Linked DNA regions of Mus musculus: region 2 is linked to region 1. Evidence: chromatin contacts called from public Hi-C data. All regions are on one chromosome and are shown on one strand. The core of a region is the stretch at or near the end of the contact, and the rest is flanking DNA. Distances in the headings are between cores, read along the strand shown. Region 1 overlaps Gm15418 (a long non-coding RNA gene). Region 2 overlaps Col4a2 (collagen, type IV, alpha 2).

Region 1 (2,700 bases), core at 24-2,523:
CAACTAGGATCTAGTAAGCTTTCCTCTAGATTAGCTCTCTCAGGACAGACCTGGACAGCACTGCCAAAGGCGACCAGGCATCAACATACACCCCACACGCGGAGCAGAAAGTGCAGCCTGGAACCTACCCCAGCAACTGGGCTCCCATGACCAAGAGCAGAAAGGCTTCGACACAGAAGAAAGGCACAAACCTATGGATTCAGAAGCTCAAAGAGACCAGATCCGTATCAAGGTGTAGTGTGATCAATTATGGGAAAACTGAGCAGAGTCAGCAAGGAACAGTACAGGAAGCCAGGGAGCATTGTGCTCTTCTGAGGGTGAGCGCCTGGAAGATTGCAGGGTCTCGCCTGACGCGGGGCCCAGACGAAGGGAAGGAAATGGCAGTGGGGAATGACTGAGAGGAACGAGATGTCACAATGCAATCTTCCAGGAACACGCAGTAAGGACATTTTCAGCTGACAAGAAACCAGACTCATCCTGCCCTGCAGACCTGCTTGCTCTAAAGGAAGTTCTTGAGCCACCAAGCATGTCGGTTCTAGAAATAAATATTTGGAATGAAGGGAGAAAACAAAAGTGAGAAATATCCCGCAAATTTTAAATTATTCTGGAGGTCACTCCTGCAATCGTAGCACCTTGGAAGCTGAGGCAGAAGAATTGCTGCAAATTTGAGGCGATTCTCCACCACATGTTGAGTTCTAGGCCAGCCTGGAATACATAATGCAGTCCTGCCTCAAACCAAACTCAAACCAAATTCAACTATTCTTTACTTCTGTTTTAAAAATATGTCAACATGACAAGCCGCAGAAGGTGGGTTAAAACAGCATGCTGGAAATGTCACACACACACACACACACACACACACACACACACACACACAAAACAGGAGAGAAGAACTAAATCTCAGGGGTAGCAAATAAAAAGTAAACAAAAACTGAGACACAAATCCAAATATAACAATAATTAAACATGAATGCAGTCTATCACATCAGTTAAGAAGGAGATTGCCAGAACAGATTTGGAAAACATGATACAGCCATATGTTGTCTACAAAAATCTCACTTCAAATGCAATTGTATTGTCAGAATTAAAACAAAAAATAACCCAGAAACACCACACTGGTAAAACACCAATCCAAAGAAATAGCTGTTTCAAAATTGAACAGTGATGAGACGTGACTCCGTGCCTGGAGCCAGGAGAAAAGTCAGCTCATCAGAGAGACAGGAGACATCGAGAGTGGGCATGCCTTGCACTGAGCTGGTCAGAGAGAGTAGGAACTGCTTCAGCTGCAAGAAAAGATAAAGAGCAGCCCTCTGGAGACTCCATCTCTCCTCTACAGACATGATGCAAATGCCGGGTAAAGAACACACAGGGCTGTATGTATCCAACACTAATTGGACCCATATCTTCAGTTACACAAAGGAAGTTTACCAAGAAAGGACATACCCTGAGTTATAAAAGGAGCTTGAACATATATTTGCAAAACCATGGAAGTCAGGAGTTGTTTATTCTGTGGTCAGAATGAAATCATGATGAAACCAGATACTAAAACAAGAACTCCCACAGGGGACCGACCCCACCAGGCTGAGAGACAAACAACACATTCCAGATAGACCATAGATCAAAGTAAACGAGCTATTACTTTAGACTGAATGTAAATGGAATCAAGCGATGGGACGCAGCTAGTCTACACACGGAAAAGTATTTTGGACGACCAGCACGTATATGAAAGCAGGAAGTCTCAAACAGGCTTCCAGTGTACGAAGTTAGAAAAGGGGGGCAGAATAAATGCAAAGCAAAGACACGAAAGGAAATTATAAAGGCAGGAGAAAAATTCAAAGAAAAATATTTCAAATCAAGAGCTCACTCCGTAACTCCAGCAGGACCTGAGCTCATGATCCCCCTACCTCAGCCTCCGTGGCATTGGGATTAACAGTCATGTGCCACTGGGCCTTGCAGATCAATGAAATTGGAAGCAGAGAAAAAAATCCACGAAACAACAACAAAAACCGATTCACTGGAAAATCAATATAGGGGGCTGGAGAGATGGCTCAGTGGTTAAGAGCACTGACTGCTTTTCCAGAGGTCCTGAGTTCAATTCTCAGCAACTACATGGTGGCTCACAACCATCTGCAATGGGGGATTTGATGCCCTCTTCTGGTCTGTCTGAAGACAGCTTCAGTGTACTCATATATATAAAATAAATCAATCAAAAAGAAAAAAGAAAAATCAACATAGTTACTGTTGTGTTTTATAAAAGGAAGGAAGAAGAATGAGAGAGAGAGAGAGAGAGAGAGAGAGAGAGAGAGAGAGAGAGAGAGAGAGAGAGAGAGCAAAGCCAGGGATGTGTTTGGTGGAGGCGCTGTATGGTGTGGGGGAAGGGGCTCCCTCTGTGGGCCCGTGCTGAGGCATCCTATCCCCTGAGGGAGCACTGTATAGTATAGAATAGAGTTTATTTAGGGCATGGGGGTATTGAAGGGGTAGTAGAGACAGAGAAAGGCAGAAACAGAGACAGAGACAGAGAGAGAGGGGGAAGAAGAGAAAGGAGGAGGAGGGGGAGGAGGGAGAGAAGGGGAGGAGGAGGGGAGAGGAGGGGGAGGAGGTGAGGAAGAGAGGCTGCCTATAAGCACATGGTGAGGGGGGGTGGGGAGGGGGGTGGGGAGAGAAGCCAGAGGGGGAAGAGAGTAAGAGAGCAAGGAAGAG
Region 2 (2,700 bases), core at 79-2,578, 190 kb after region 1:
CTTGCTCTCCTAGATTTGGTTGTCAGTTAAAAGCTCATTCAAACACAGGTCAAAATGAAACCATGGAGTTTAAAGGCACACAGGGAATCGCCACAGCCTGCTAGAAATGCACAGGGAAAGAGACAACCAGGGAGCAGGAGAACCCTGCAAGGTCAGTTTACAAAAAAACCAAAGCCCTTGTTTCCTCCACAGGGCCAGCACATGTCTCCTAGGAAATTAGAGCTCAAGTCACTGGCTAAGAGGATGCCAGGTTGGCCAGCATTCTCCCTACAATGGCCCAGAGAGACAGCTTCGGGGAGCCCTGCAGACCCAGGGTTTCCTCCATGTAGAAACAAGTTGCTTCTCTTTTACCTGTGATGGGAAGCTGCCATGCTAAGTAAGAGAAGGTGTCAGGGGGTTGGTTTACTGAACACTCGTGAGTTTCGAACCAGGGGTGTGCCACCATTTTGGGGCCTCGTCAGTCTGTGGGCTCTGCCCCACTCTCCTCACTCGCCCTCAGCCCATTCGTCAGTCTGCGGTCCCATGAGGGTGTGACACCATCCTTCCTTTCCTCACTCACCAGCTAGCCTAGAGGTTGGGAAGGTACACACAGAAGTTGCTCTGCTCCTGCAGTCAGAGGGTCAAGATGGTCTCAGAAGACCACAGGTTGGAGATGGGAAGCCTTCAGCTCCTGCCACACCCCGGATCTCCCAAACCACTCATCTGGGGACTTACTTGCCCTTCCTCTGAGGTAGGAACCCCAGGCATGATGAGATCTGGCCAAGCAGAAGGTCTGTGGGCAGAGAGCATGCCCTTTGCCTTAGGGGAATACCACAGTGCTCCATCCCCTTTTCATGTTTAATTTATACATTTTAACATCTTACATACATATGCAAGGACGGCTCTTCACAGGAACTTCGTGCACTACACGCTAGGCACTCGCTGTACCAGCTGAGTTCAGCCCTTCCCATCCCTTTCCTAAACTCTGCCAGTAATCCCAGACGATAAGTCCTGAACATCTTGTAATTGAATTCCATCAGAAATCCATTCAAAGTCACGATAGGAATTTCCCTTCCACCCCACTTCTCTTGAGAGAGAGCACAGCAGGCAGTCGCTGCCGGCAGGTGAGAACGCAATGACATCAGCCTTAGATCTGCTGTTCCTTAAGAACAGGTCTGTAAACTGCACAAGCAGATCTCAGAGAAGCGACCTTGTAAATGCGAGAATGTTCTGTGGTTTTATTTTTTGGTTCAAGCCAAGCCCCTGAATTCTCCAAGTCCTGAGCCTTGCCAGCCACAGGCTGACCAACATGACTAATGCAAGTTACCCACGGTCTTACCATCCTTGGGCATAAAGCCGCTCCAGCTGGAGCAAGCCTGCCAAGCGTGCAGGGAGCCCTGCTAACGGTACATGACAGTCGGAGGGCTTTGGAAACATTCCCCGAGCCAGCTGTCTATCCACCCCCACAGTTGTCTGTCTGGAGATAAGGCTCCCATGCTGGTCACTCAGAGATGCGTCACAGGAGTCTTGGATGCTGCTCCCAGCAGAGCTCTGCCAGGCAGGTCCACAGAGAGGTGGCCTGTGCTGACCCGGAACCAAAAAGCCACCCCCACAGTGTCCTGAGCTATCCTTTGCCTCTGTGTTCCAGATCTGTCATTCATTCAAATGGGTCATTAGGGATGGGCTCTTTGTTTGTGGGAGCTTGCTTAGTGTGGGGGGGGGGGGGGAGCAGAGAGAGAGAGAGCTGAGAGAGGAGAGAGAGAGAGCAGAGAGAGAGAGAAAGCAGAGAGAGAGATTACAAATGAGTTTCTATTTCTCCTTCCCACTTAGTGACGGATACATATTTTCCATTAGTAAAGCATTGAGCTCTTTTTACTTTTTAAGAACAGTGTAGGTGGCATATTTCACAATCTTGGCAAGGCAGACAAGACATTTGGGGAGTAAATCAAAGCTGGAAGCCAGAAGTCTTGGCCTAGACTTGGACTGCCACTTAGGGAAGTGTAGCAGAGGGAATCAGGTGAGAGGACAGAGGGAGACTGCAATGAGCCTCCTGGCTTCCCGGTGTATAAATGGTCCTTGGTGGAGATGGGAGGGAGTGGGCTGGGGTGAGATCCGTGCTGGATTTAGAAGTTGAGGGAGAATGGAGGGCATGAGACTCACTCCTCAAGCTTATTTTTTTTTCACAGTCACTAATTTCTTTTTTTTTTTATTTGACTTTTGAGTTCAGTAGGAGATCTCTAAAGCGAGACTTCAGCAACTCTCTGATGAGTTGAGAAGAGAGGCCGCTACCAGCTTAAGAGCAGCCTTAGCCTAAGAAAAGAGCTGTCCACACTGGCAAGCCTGACAACCATCAGGCCTCTAGGATGATCAGCTGCTGGCCAGAGGCTTTGATGCTATTCTTAGAACACAAAAGACTGAATCTACGCAGGTTTTACTCCTTTTCCCTCTGTGTCCTCTTCCTGGCCCCTCCTTGGAAATTCATTTCCCTGGCCATTTTACATGATAAGGAAGAGACTGGGTTTGCCATGGGGAAACACATTGCCAATTTAAATAGCATCAGTGAAGAAGTGGGGATTTCAGAGAGTCTGGAGTCACCATTGCTTAGAAATGGAATGGAGGAATTCACCATCACTGGTGCGTGGAAGCAGACATATCTGGCCCAGAGAGGGTGGCAGTTGGAAGCCATCAACCAAGTTAGCATGGCATGGCTTCATTACAGCA

Evidence for each region. A called contact is a pair of places that touch in the nucleus more often than the background predicts.
Region 2: a Hi-C map of cortical neurons shows a contact between it and region 1, with 2.6 times the contacts expected there. The contact joins two enhancer-like sites. A contact is called at or near these places in 9 of 39 promoter capture datasets (3T3-L1-derived adipocytes, the HPC-7 cell line, embryonic stem cells and 5 more), 1 of 484 Hi-C or Micro-C datasets (cortical neurons) and 2 of 115 datasets of contacts at active chromatin or transcription factors (embryonic stem cells and extraembryonic endoderm stem cells).

The regions. Positions count from the first base shown.
Region 1 is chr8:11,191,553-11,194,252 of GRCm38.p6, forward strand. All of the region lies in intron 1 of Gm15418 (a long non-coding RNA gene), which reads left to right. Among named protein-coding and RNA genes, the nearest start is that of Gm15418, 5.2 kb to the left of the region's middle. Within about 2 kb of position 1,274, at least 6 of the 459 cell types and tissues checked have an H3K27ac peak or open chromatin away from gene starts, as enhancers often do. A contact at or near this core is called in cortical neurons, where this site is marked.
Region 2 is chr8:11,381,198-11,383,897 of GRCm38.p6, forward strand. The region is part of intron 4 of Col4a2 (collagen, type IV, alpha 2); the gene reads left to right. Among named protein-coding and RNA genes, the nearest start is that of Gm46030, 42 kb to the left of the region's middle. Within about 2 kb of position 1,329, at least 133 of the 459 cell types and tissues checked have an H3K27ac peak or open chromatin away from gene starts, as enhancers often do. A contact at or near this core is called in cortical neurons, where this site is marked.